Linked DNA regions of Mus musculus: region 2 is linked to region 1. A link is a contact called in public ChIA-PET data. All regions are on one chromosome and are shown on one strand. Each heading gives the region's core, a stretch centred on a gene start, on an enhancer-like site or on the middle of the called end of the contact. The rest is flanking DNA. Distances are from core to core; before and after follow the strand shown.

Region 1 (6,236 bases), core at 485-2,984:
AAGTCTACTGCTGCATTCTTCCTCAGCTTTTGCAGTATCATCTGCCAAGTTCAGAGGCTCTGCAGGCCAGTGTCTTACTCTGCAGGGTCCTAGAGGCAGTAGGGACCTCAGCACACTGTCAGCTCCCCATCAAGGCAACAACGCTTCAGAGGAGGGCAGTGGCGAGTGCAGAGGGTCTCTTCCAGCCACCCAGCAGTGTCAACAGTGTCGGCAGTGCCATCATCTTGCCTGGGGTTTTCATCACAGATGATCAGTGCAAAACCTGAAACCAAGTACTATCTACCTGACTGGTCAGCTCCTTCAACCTTCTTCCTCAGAGATCTTCCTGAGCTCCAACCTCTTACTGCCCCGCTGGCCTGCATGGTGTGGGGATGTAGCTCTACAGCAGTCTGTGCTCACCAGGTCTGATCTCTAGCAGCCTCCACCTGCTGCTAAGAAATCCGAAAGCATGTCGGAGCGATCCCTTCACTTGCATCTGAAGGAACCAGTGATGCTCTACAGAGCAGAGCTGTAGGTCAGACCTGCATCCTGCCGAGAGGAACACCACACATGGCAACTGAAAACCCTAATGCCAGGCCAAGCATATTACCGCGGCCCCCACGTCCTTCTCTGGAAACAGGGAATCGGTGCCTACTTCAGATGGTCTTATCCCTTCTTCACTACTCAACTCCGTTCAAACTGATGACCAGTCAGGCAGGTCATAAGAGTCTACCTCTGAAATTGTTGTCAATGGACTAGGTGCCCAACGACCAAGAAACAACAACATTCCTGCAGGAAAACAGTTCACATGTCCCAGAGAGCTGGTGTGTCAGAACAAAGAGCAGCAGGGACCTAGGCCAGCCTATTTAGACAGACAATGGCAGGCCCTCTGTAGCACCCTCCTCACCTGCTGCACAAGCTCCGGGGGCAGCTCACTTCTCCACTGCTTCAGCTGACGGGATGCGAAAGAGTGTAAGGCATAGGACATGGTACCATACTCAATCCACAAGGACAAATTAGAGCTGTCAATCTCAAGGGCCCTCCGGAAGCAGTTGAGAACAGGTGTGGCATGTTTCCAGATGGGCCCATCACTCTTCAGCTCATTTGAGTTCAGCTTGTCCTGAATTCGGCTGGCCCGGGCCAGAGCCATTCCCGCCCAGGAGTCAAACCTAGGGTAGTGAGAAAAGCAACAGCTACCAACATTGCTGACCTGAAGGATGGACGGCAGACACTACAGCTTGACAGAGAGTCCGGCAGATACTACAGCCTGACAGACAGTCGGCAGACACTATGGAAGCAGAGCTAATGCTGCCCCTCCTATACACCATCAGTTCAGCCCACCACACCTTAAAACTGGCGTGCGGAACTCTCTGATCACCCCAGGAGATGGCAAAGGCAGAAGCAGCCAGGGAAACCCAGAGGTGCTTTTACTACCCTCCAACACGCTCGCGTGACACCGTGCAAGAGAGAAGCAGGAAAGACACCAAAGACACGCTGGTGCAGAGGACAGCAAGCATGGGAGAGCTTTCTCAGAGGAGCCTTTCTTCCTCAGTGGCCTGGGAGTTCTTCCCAGCTCAGCTCGGGTTACTCTGGAGAAGGGGACAGGGAGAAGGGCTAAAGGGGAAGATTCTTCTTTACCAGGGCCAACTTTACAACAGGGACTTCTTTTCAATAGCTACCAGTTCTAGGAGAAGCTGCCCTCACTTTGAGGAAAGGAGACATGTGACTGTGCCTATGTGTCTACATAAGAACCACATCCTCCATACACAGCAACCACAGCAGAAAAGCATCACTGTGAAAGCTAAGAAGCAGGCTGGAGGGCTGGCAAGATGGCTCAGTGGGTAAGAGCACTGACTGCTCTTCCAGAGGTCCATAGTTCAATTCCTAGCAACCACATGGTGGCTCACAACCATCTATAATGAGATCTGACTCCCTCTTCTGGTGCACAGTGTATTTATGTATAATAATAAATGACTCTTTGGGCTGGAACAAGCAGGGACTGAGTGAACAGGGCTGACTGGAGCAAGTCGGGTTGACTGGAGCAAGTTGAGAACCTAAAATAAAATTCAATCCCCAACAACCACATGAAGGTTCAAAACCATCTGTACAGCTACCGTGTACTCATATACATACATACATACATACATACATCTTAAAAAAAAAAAGCAGCAGGCTGGAGAGATGCTCAGCAATGAGGAGCACTGACTGCTCTTTCGGAGAGCCTGGACTTGGTTCACAGCACCCACACAGCAGCCTAGAGTCATCAGTAATTCCATTTCCAGGGATCTGATTCTCTCTTTCGGCTCTACATGTACCAGGCACGCACATGATGCACAGATATACTTACAGGCAAAGCACCCATATACATTAAGAACAAACAAACAAATAACAACAAAAAACGCACAGGGGAAAAACTACTGAGAGTGACCCCTCCTAATGTAAGTGTCAAATCCAGGTGCATCTGCACACAACCCATATTCTAGGAGTACAGGCCTGCAGGGCAACCTGTGGCTCAGTAACAATGTGACCCCAGGAGGAGGAAGTACCCATAGTCCATATTCTCTGCTCTTATGCAGAGCAGGTTTAGTCCTGGTACTGGGCTCAGAGCTGTTTCCAGAGCAGAAGTGCTGAGCCAACTAGGTATTAGCCCCACCTCCATCCCAAAACACCTATCTAATTTGGTACCACTTGCAGTTCAGCCAAAAGCAGGAAAGTGAAGGAAAGCTGCAAGATCCTCAAAGGACCTCTAACAGTGCAGCGAGGGCCCTGCTGTTCACCCTACCATCTATCATGGGTGTCAACCCTATCAGAAGGCTTAGAGGAAGAGGAAGACGAAGGAAGGAAGAAAAAAAGAAAGAACGAACGAACAAACCAACTTTATATTTTAGCTAGTACCAAGGAACTGATGGAGCCCAAGTCTCTACTGGTATCTGCCTGTAAAGCTCAGAATAAAGGCGGCTCTGGAATGAGACCTAGCACCAAGCTGACAAAAGCCTTTCTACACTGGGACCCATCCTCAGAGGAGATATTCCAGTACCCTGAGGGCTGGATCTACTAGACAAACATCCTCTAAACAGGTGAGAGCAGTTGTTCTCAACCTGTGGGTCGTGACCCCTTTGGGGGTTGCATTATCAGATATCTTGCATATTAGATTATTTATATTACAATTCAAAAACAAAACAGTAGCAAAATTATAGTTATGAAGTAGTACTGAAATAACTTTATGATTGGAGTCACCACAACATGAGGAACTGTATTAAAGGCTTGCTGCCTTAGGAGGGCTGAGGGCCACTAGACTAAAGGGAGGTCTAGTTGCACCTTTAGGACTCTGACTCCATTGACTGTGGACCAGGAGCCGACCATGCCACAGTGGCAGGTTTCGTTATTCTCCCTTTTCAAATGGGGAAGCAGGTGATCCACAATGTCATACTGCACAAGCTCAGCCAGTGTAAGTACTGGTCTATACCATCTCATCTGATGGAGCCACCTCAAAGACAACCAGTGTAAGTACTGGTCTATACCATCTCATCTGATGGAGCCACCTCAAAGACAACCAGTGTAAGTACTGGTCTATACCATCTCATCTGATGGAGCCACCTCAAAGACAACCAGTGTAAGTACTGGTCTATACCATCTCAACTGATGGAGCCACCTCAAAGACAACCAGTGTAAGTACTGGTCTATACCATCTCATCTGATGGAGCCACCTCAAAGACAACCAGTGTAAGTACTGGTCTATACCATCTCATCTGATGGAGCCACCTCAAAGACAACTAGTGTAAGTACTGGTCTATACCATCTCATCTGATGGAGCCACCTCAAAGACAAGCAGGGCTTTAAGTACATGGCTCCCTGCCAGGAGAAAAACACAAGCTGAACAAAAGGGGCCTCTGAGGACCTTTCATACAGGTGATGTCTTACAAACTTGATCCCTATTCAGATCCCGGCCCCTTCTTCCCTTGCCCCAGGTAGAATTGTAGAAAGGTTATTTCTGTCATTTCCTGAGGCAGGGCAGCTATGTGATCCCCCATGTTCAAGGGCAGCCACAGTGGTAGCCCTAAGTACTTCTGGAGAGTTTGTCTGCAGTGTTATACCTTCAGACATAGGCTGGCTACAGGGGTAACCTCATTTTGACCACACCCAGAGCCTACTTTAGTGATAGTCCTTTCAGTCAAGTATTCCGAGTTTCGGGAGCATAGCTGAGCCCTTCAGAATGCTGAGATCTGAAAGTCAGTCCATTTTAGAAGGAGGCTCAACAGTGGTCTGCAGAGGAAGCACAGAGCACAACAGGGCACCAGGACAAACCTCACTGCCAATGATGTCATTACAGCATGGGAAATAACCTCAGGCTCCAGAATTTCCAGTACGACTCTTCTGCTATGTAGTTTACATGTGTGGTTCGCAAGTATGTATGCATGTATTGCAGCATGTGTGTGCCTGGGGCTCATGGAGACCAGAAAAAGGTGTTAGATCCTACAAAGTAAATTACAGTGGCCATGTGGGTTCTCTTAACCGCTGAGCCATCTCACACCCCAAGTACTCCCTCTTAACCCCCAAAAGCAATCCTATTAAAGAGTATTTACCCAAAACACACATTAGTTGTCGTGATTCCTGCTACCAGGAAAAGAAGCAACACAAAACCAACAATATGATCCTTGTCCTGTGCATCCGAACCCAAAAGATCATCTTCTCCCTTTACTGACACCAAATGATCCCAGAGGACTTCAGAAAAGAAGCCTCTCTCTCACTCAAGAACGCTAAATCATTTTGCCATTTTCCCCTTATCTTGCTGCAGACAAGGAAACTTAACCTGGCTCACTGAACTGGCTGAGCTAGCTCGAGTCAGAAGGCCTCCTGCAGCAGCACAGCTCTTCAGCACACCGCCCACCTGTTAGGGCAGATGCAGATGTCATGCATGTAGAACTTGATGGCTTTAGACTGCTCCTTGTTCTTGAAATGGTAGTCAGCCAGGAGGTAGTAGAGCTCATTCAGCACGGGAGGGGTGGGGTCCGCTCCTTCTGGAAGGCAGGGCGCCTGGCATGAGAGAAGACAAGTGCTGCGCAGTCAAGGATGCAACCCGCCAGTTCGCCTTCTGACCCCTGCAGGTGGTGCTGAGCGGACAGCAGTGTGTGCGGGGAAGCCCATCACCCCCACCATCCCATTTTCCCTGAGGCCCACCTCAGCTGAGGTTCCCTCAATGTAGGCAGAGACTTTGTCCATGCTCAGAGCTGGCTTCTCTGTGCGGGGCACAATGGTAGCAATTCTCTTCAACAGGTTTGCCAAGTCAGCAGAAACAGTGCTTGTCTTGTAGCTATCAAATTCAGGGAGGGTCTTGGGCTTAAAATACTCAAACATAAACAGGGCATCCTCCCATATAAGATCCACCTTGAAAACAGACAGATGCAGACTCATAGTACATGCAAGGTTGAGAAATAAGGAAACGCTCATCTCCAACGTGACAAGCTAAGGTCACAGTGTGCTGGAAGACAAAGCATCTTCCCTATCCTGCTTCTTACATCTGCAATGGAGGGTGTAAGCCTCCATTCCAGCTGACTAAAATGCCCAAGTCTTTTGGTTTTTGGGTTGGCATAATATAATTTACCTTAGAATTAATTTCCAATGGCTCAAACTCCCTGAGGATATCACTGCACAAATTTATATTATTAATGTTATGGATGCAGGAAACAAAACTCAGAGCAGCAGTGTTCTTAATTGTTAAGCCATCCACTCCCCTCAGCACTTGGATCTTATGGAGTCCAGGATGACTGTGAGCTCACTCTCAACTTCTAATGACCCTGCCTCCACCTCTCAAGGGTGTGCTTCACAGTACCTGGTTCTGTGTAACACTAGTGACAAACTAGGGCTTCATCCCTACAAACTGAACTACACGGCTAGCCTAAGACATTACTCTTAGGACTCACGCCTAGCTGGAGCTGGTCTCTAAAACTGCAAATGTTGGAAACTAAAGTTTATAATCTGTGAAACCATGCGAATTTGGCCAGGTGTGTGTGTGTGTGTGTGTGTGTGTGTGTGTGTGTGTGTGTGTGTGTTCTCATGGTGGGGGTGGGACGCTAAGGCTCCACACCCTTAGGCCATAGTGGATGTGCCATCCTAAGGAGCCTACACTTTAGGGTATAGAGTATCTAAGGCTGGAGAATGACTCATGGCATTAGCCATGACATAATATACCCAATGCTACTCTGGAAAAAAAAAACAAATCAAAAAGAAAAGTATCTATGGAATTATGCAAGTAATCC
Region 2 (6,500 bases), core at 1,305-3,804, 170 kb after region 1:
GGTTGTGAGCCACCATGTGGTTGCTGGGATTTGAACTCTGGACCTTCGGAAGAGCAGTCGGGTGCTCTTACCCACTGAGCCATCTCACCAGCCCCCCTCCCAATTCCTTTCACCACTTTTCCTCCTTCATGTGCACAGGCGCTTGTATGCTCGCTCTCTCTCTCCCTCTCTCCCTCTCTCCCTCTCTCTGTCTCCTTCTCTCTGTCTCTCTCTCTCCCTCTCAACCCATTGAAGAGTCCACTTAGTGTTGACTGAATGTATATGAGTGTCGGACCCTCTGCTGTACTGTGGGTAGGTTTTTCAGGAGCTGCATCACTGAAGAAAACATAAATCTCTCTCCCCAGCAGTCACCGGTTGCTAATAACATCTCAGACTTGGGTGGGACATCACAAACCCTTCCCCCATCAATATATCTGTGAGTTCCTGTGGGCAGTGGCCTGGTGGCGTCCAGTAGATGATGCTCCGCAGTGGTAGACAGCGGCGCCACTGCTCTCGGACATTTCTTTCTTCTTCTTTTTTTTTTTTTAACTTTTATTTATTATTTTATAAATAAGTACACTGTAGCTGTTTTCAGACACACCAGAAGAGGGCTTCAGATCTCATTATGGATGGTTGTGAGCCACCATGTGGTTGCTGGGAATTGAACTCAGGACCTCTGGAAGAGCAGCCAGTGCTCTAAACCGCGGAGCCATCTCTCCAGTCCCTCGGACGTTTCTTTTTAAGAAGTAACATGGCTGGGGATGTAGCTCAATGACAGGCTGTCTGCCTAGCATGTGCAAGGTTCTGGGATCCATCACCAGCATCATAGCATATATTAAAATAAAAGGACTTAGCTAGGCTTGGCAGCACCTGCCTGTAATCCCAGCACCGTGAGTATCAGGCAGGTCTGTGAGTTCAAGGCCATCTGTGTGGATGGAGTCCCCATCTCAATAAACAAACAAACATAGCAATAAAATACACACATCATAAAATCTGTCCCAACCGTATACAAGCATATAGCTTACAGGCTGCTCACATTTTGTGCAACCATCAGCATTCGTTCGTACGACTTTCCATTTTCCAAACAAAAGCTCTGCGCCTATTCAACAGTAGTACTCCATTTCCCTTCCTAAGTAGGTGGGCTGCAGTACTTGTCTAGTTAGTTAGCTAGTTAGTTAGTTTTGTTTTAGACAGGGTTTCTCTGTGTAGCCCTGGCTGTCCTCGAACTCACTTTATAGACCAGGCTAGCCATGAACTCAGAAATCTGCCTGCCTCTGCCTCCCAAGTGCTGGGATTAAAGGTATATGACACCATGCCTGGCAAACGTTTCTCTTTAAGTTCTTCTGGGTAGACTTGCTAAGGGGTACAATGGTAATTCTATGTTTTAAGTTTTATTTGAATAAAATGAAATCAGTATTTTAGCTTTCTGAGACAGCGTTTGGTTTTGTATCTCAGGTATCATGATCAGAACTCACTATCCTGCCTCCAATTTCCTCGTCTGATAATTGTATATTTATTTATTTAGAGATGACATTTCGCTATGTAATCCTTGCTGGCCTGGAACGCTGTTGACGAGACTGGCCTCGGACCCTCAGAGATCTCCCCGCCTCTGCCTTTGGAGTGTTGGGAATGAAGGCGAGCTCCACTCCACCCAGTGGTCGTCTTGCTTTCTACATTTGAGCACCGCATTTACTGTTCCCCATAGAAGCTGAGTCATTTTAAATCCCCACAAAAAAAACGCAAGAAAAACGTGTACTTTTTCATAACCTGGACAGTGCACGTTACTGTTTTGTTTGTATAACCTTTTAGTGAGCACAGGGATCTTTTAGAAGTGACAGTTAAATGTCACCTCTTCAAATAGGCTTCACAGGTCACCTTACTTACCGTGGAGGTGAGTCTCAGGCATTATTTTCCATCGAGGAGCTTTTCTAGGTTGCGCGGTATCAAACTGTCTGGACCATGATAGACAGTGTCTTTTGTTGGCTACAGGATCCCCAGCATTTATCAGAATGTTCGACACACAGTAGGTCCTCAATAAATGATTGACTAATGGCATTTTTCTCTTTTACCAAGTTTCAAGTCCTTCTCCAATCTGCCCACTTACTCCTGCATGGCTCAGAACCCTCAACCTGGTCCTCCCCGCAGCGTACACCCAGGAAGGTCAGGACTGGAGCCAGCAAGTGATAACTGGATTCTAGAGTTTTACAGAATGTCACCAGAAAGCCGGAGGTTGGCCTGAGGCCTGTTCAGCATCTCGGCCCGCCCCATTTCTCGATTCTTTGTGCCTCTTTTCATAGCCCCGCCCCCGTGGCAATCTCGTGGGTCCTTGCTATTGGTTCTTTTCTAGATGCTGTCAAACGATTGGCCACAACACCTCCCACGCCTCCATAGCAGCCACAACAACCGCCACGTGCTCTACCGTGGGACTTCCCCATTGGCTAGCCGCCTCGGATACACCTGGCCGTCCCGCTTCCTCTTCCCATTGGCTTTCCAGTCCCCAGGCTCGGCTCCTCGGACGCTGATTGGCCCCCAGAGAGCGAGGCGGGGCTTGGGGGCGGGTAAAGAGAGCGGGTTTGCCAGCGCGCGCGCTAAGGATTTTTCGATGGCTGGGCAGAGGCTGGCGGCGGGCTTCCTGCAGGTGCCCGCGGTGACACGCGCCTACACCGCGGCCTGCGTCCTCACCACGGCCGCAGTGGTGAGCGGGCCGGGCGGGCGTGGCGGCACCATGGTTACAGTCCCCGGTGGGTTAGGGATGTCGCCTGCTTCCCGGGGCTTACACTGCCTCCTGTCCCACAGCAGCTGGAGCTCCTCAGCCCCTTCCAGCTCTACTTCAACCCGCACCTGGTGTTCCGGAAGTTCCAGGTGAGGCGGCCTTGACCCAGGCGCCTGGCAGCCAGGACCCTGCCCTCCATCCCCGCGCCTCACCGCCACCCCCACCTCTTTGCAGGTCTGGAGGCTCATCACCACCTTCCTCTTCTTCGGGCCCCTGGGATTCGGCTTCTTTTTCAACATGCTCTTCGTGTATCCTGGGCCACCTTGGCGGGGGCTGGGGGTGGAGTGAGCCCGGGATGGGGGTTATGCTGGGGTGGTGACGGGGGAAACTGAGGCCCAGTCGACGTGGCACTTCCTATGCCAGTGTTGCAGGTTCCGCTACTGCCGCATGCTGGAGGAGGGTTCTTTCCGTGGCCGCAAGGCTGACTTCGTTTTCATGTTTCTCTTCGGTGGTGTTCTTATGACTGTATCCTTCTGTATGTTCAGTATTATTGGACCAAAGAGTCGCCTTCTTATCTGTCGTGACCCAGACTAGGAGGGACAGGCATTCGGAGCCTGGCAGCCATTTAGCTTAGGTGCCCCAGCTAGTTCTTCAGTGTCCCTGAACAGCACAACAGGGAGATATAGGGCAGTCTGGTAGACTACCAAGGCTCTGAAACATGGATGCAAGAGCCAGAAGGAGCAGGCACGGGAACTGATGGGGCCTGGGTACCTGGAAATCACAGAAAGGGGTTCTCAAATCTCTGGAATACACCAGGGATATGAGGGAACCCGTGGAAAGGGTCAGAGGCACTGTGGGCAGCAGACTGCTCCAGGAAGCCTTGACTCTTGGTCCAGCTGCTGGGATTCCTGGGCAGCCTGTTTTTCCTGGGACAGGCCCTCATGGCCATGCTGGTCTATGTATGGAGCCGTCGCAGCCCTCACGTGAGGGTCAACTTCTTCGGCTTACTCAACTTCCAGGCACCATTCCTGCCCTGGGCCCTCATGGGCTTCTCGCTGCTGCTGGGCAACTCGGTTGTCACAGACCTGTTAGGTGAGCTGGCCCACCGTTGCCACTCACCCCCAGGCCTGCTGCTCCCAGGGAGCCAGCTCATACATCCCTTCCCCGGCTCCTCCCAACCCCTCATCTTCTCCTAACTTCTTGTTCGTTATTAATGCCCCTCAAGCAATCCAGCTGGACCACAGGATTTGCATCTGCAGTTGACCTTCTGAACTGAGTTGGTCTGCCTGGGGGTGGTTACAGTTTCTGCTTCCTGGCTCCTACTCCCCCAGTGTTCTCAAGCTCCTAGTTCCTCCCCTCGTCCGCTTATGGGCCCCTTTAAGCCTGTCTTTCAAGGCCAGTTCTGATCTTATTCTGCCAGATAGCAGGGTACTTGGGCTCTGGAACCTGGGGTTACCCTGGGCTGTGAAAGATGGCTTCTGGCAGCCTTTGGCTCTCTCACAGGGATCCTTGTGGGCCACATCTACTACTTCCTAGAAGACGTCTTTCCCAACCAGCCCGGAGGCAAGAGACTGCTGCTGACCCCCAGCGTGTTGTGAGTGTTGGACATCGGTTCCCCCACGGCCCCTTCCGTGCCAATCTACCTACTCCACAGGGAGGGGGATGACCTGTGTTTGCTGCAGTGCTCAGTGTAACTGTCCCCTCCCCACAGGAAGCTGCTACTAGATGACCCTCAGGAAGACCCCGATTACCTGCCCCTTCCCGAAGAGCAGCCAGAGCTCTAACTGCAGCTCCTGGAGCAGGAAGCCCACTCTGACAGCACTCTATCCTTCCCTCCACCTCAGCTCCAGCTGAGCAGCCCACCTCGGCCAGCAACACCCTCCACTTCCCTGTACCATCTCTGCTCAGCGGTAATGACAGGACACAGGGCCCAGAGAGGTCCCGGACTGCCTGCAGATGCTGAGCAGAGTTCTGAACTAGGTACCCACAGGCCTCACCTTCACATTGCCTATGCCTCCATGGAGACCTCAGCCCAGTCAACAGGAATCCCACCGTGGTGCCTCTGGGCTGATGCCACCCCCTAGCCTGTCTTCATTTAAAGCAAGCAAGTCTTCACCTTCTCCAGCTGGTGACACACAGGTCCCATGGTCTCAGGTGCAGAGGACAAGCCTGACCCTCTGCCATGCTAGTGAGCCCAGGGCCTTGAGCTCTATTTAAGCAGCAGCCGTGTACAGTGGAGGTAGATCTGGGACATTCCTTCCATTTGCCTTGTAGCGGAAGGCCTGTGCAGGCCTTCCTACCTAGCTTTCTTTGTTGCTCTACATGTGCCCCACGGGGTTCACTCAGTACGGGATTTCCCCAAATCTGGCCTGTTATTTCTATGGCATCAAAAATGTTTTCTACTGAGTCTGACTCAATATGTTAGTGAAACCTGGTGGGCCACTGCTGTGGAGAGGAGGGAGGGTTTTAAGACTGGTAGATTCTGAGGGGTAGATGGGGTGGAGGAGAGTACTCCCTAGTGGACCCACTGAGTAAGGGTAGCAGAGTGGAGCTGGGGTGCCAGCGTCACTGTCTTCAGTCACAGCCTGCATGCCCAAATTGCCAAGCAGATGCAGACCCATGTCTATTCTACACCACAAACCACGGACAAAGGAATGAGCTCACCCTAAGCACAGAGGCTCTACCTCCTCTCTACCTCTCTACACACTGCTAACTCAAAAGGATGGCACATGGCAGGCATGCTATTTCCATTCCCCACAACAGCCTGGGGAAGGAGAAGTTGGCCCAGCCACAGTTGAGATAGACTCAGTTAACGCTTTGGGGGCTGCTAGAACTTTGGCACAGACTTCTGCTTGCATATTCATTATGTCTTGTCCAGGTGCTGCCCACACATGACTAAGTCCTCTAGAAGGGATTCATTCTAGAGCAGCACAGTCCCTCCAGGTGGCAGCAGCCTGTCTGGATGCATCAGGACTAAGGCCAGCAGAGGAGCTGACACACTGTCAACCTCTACAAGGACTTGCTGAGCACAGAGAGCCCCTGGGAAGCTGGAAGGCACAAGAAAGAACAGTGACTGGGCTCTGCTCTAGGGGCCCTGTGGCCTGGCTATGCAGACTCAGAACCAGAGGGCAGAAGGGCAAGGACTGACACAGCCACCTGGCCACATACCCTTCCATCCACACCGGTTCTAGCTCAGGCTGGACTCCTGGCTCTCAGTTTTATGCTACTGCACAGAAATTGAACATGGTACTTTTTATTTAAAAAGTGTTACCAGCCCTGCCTGGGCTCCTATACAAAAACAAAACACAACCCAAAATGAGGCTGCTTCCGACTCTAGACTCTGGGGGACAGTGTTGGGGTTTAGCAAATGGAATGTGTGCTGAAGGGAGGCACCTAGGAGGCTCCTACCCCAGTCCTCAGGATGGCACCAGCTGTCCCTTTGCCTTTCTCTTTCCACAGAGGAAGGAAAGGCAGTCTGAGATGCTCCGTAGAGGTCGAGCATGGATGTCTTCATCACCAGGCTGGGGCAGTGTTGGCAAGACGCCTCATTCGCCTGAAGTAGGGGAACAGGTTGTCAGTTGGGGCTGGTCATAGCTCGGGGTGTCTTGTCTTCCTCTTGGCTATGTTTTTTTCCTAGAGGAGCTAGGTGTGGGGCCAATCTAGCAGGAATAGTCTCCAGCCTTTCTTGACCCTGCCAGTTGGTTGCATGGACACTACTTATCTTTCTAGAAACCCTGAAACCTGCTAGGAGAAAAGGCAGACATGGCCTGAGGACTTGTCTTTGTTCTCTTTGAGAAAATGTACCCTG

Evidence for each region. ChIA-PET counts read pairs in DNA pulled down with a chosen protein or histone mark.
Region 2: a contact with region 1 is called in an RNA polymerase II ChIA-PET map of effector CD8 T cells, with 9 read pairs. The contact joins the promoter of Derl3 here to the enhancer-like site in region 1. A contact is called at or near these places in 3 of 39 promoter capture datasets (cranial neural crest, embryonic stem cells and macrophages), 10 of 484 Hi-C or Micro-C datasets (cortical neurons, embryonic stem cells, epiblasts and 3 more), 2 of 115 datasets of contacts at active chromatin or transcription factors (effector CD8 T cells and embryonic stem cells) and 3 of 9 other capture datasets (adipose tissue, liver and pancreatic islet).

What each region holds. Positions count from the first base shown.
Region 1 is chr10:75,720,392-75,726,627 of GRCm38.p6, forward strand. It overlaps Cabin1 (calcineurin binding protein 1), which reads right to left. Exons shown (of 37, transcript NM_172549.3): 21 at 5,158-5,364; 22 at 4,868-5,013; 23 at 887-1,148. Among named protein-coding and RNA genes, the nearest start is that of Gm40696, 26 kb to the left of the region's middle. Within about 2 kb of position 1,735, at least 8 of the 459 cell types and tissues checked have an H3K27ac peak or open chromatin away from gene starts, as enhancers often do. A contact at or near this core is called in effector CD8 T cells, where this site is marked.
Region 2 is chr10:75,890,844-75,897,343 of GRCm38.p6, forward strand. It overlaps Derl3 (Der1-like domain family, member 3), which reads left to right and starts at 2,555. Exons shown (of 7, transcript NM_024440.2): 1 at 2,555-2,674; 2 at 2,776-2,841; 3 at 2,927-3,000; 4 at 3,124-3,217; 5 at 3,589-3,784; 6 at 4,196-4,286; 7 at 4,404-5,098. The coding sequence starts at 2,582. The coding sequence ends at 4,476. It overlaps Smarcb1 (SWI/SNF related, matrix associated, actin dependent regulator of chromatin, subfamily b, member 1), which reads right to left. Exons shown (of 9, transcript NM_011418.2): 9 at 5,926-6,245. The coding sequence ends at 6,206.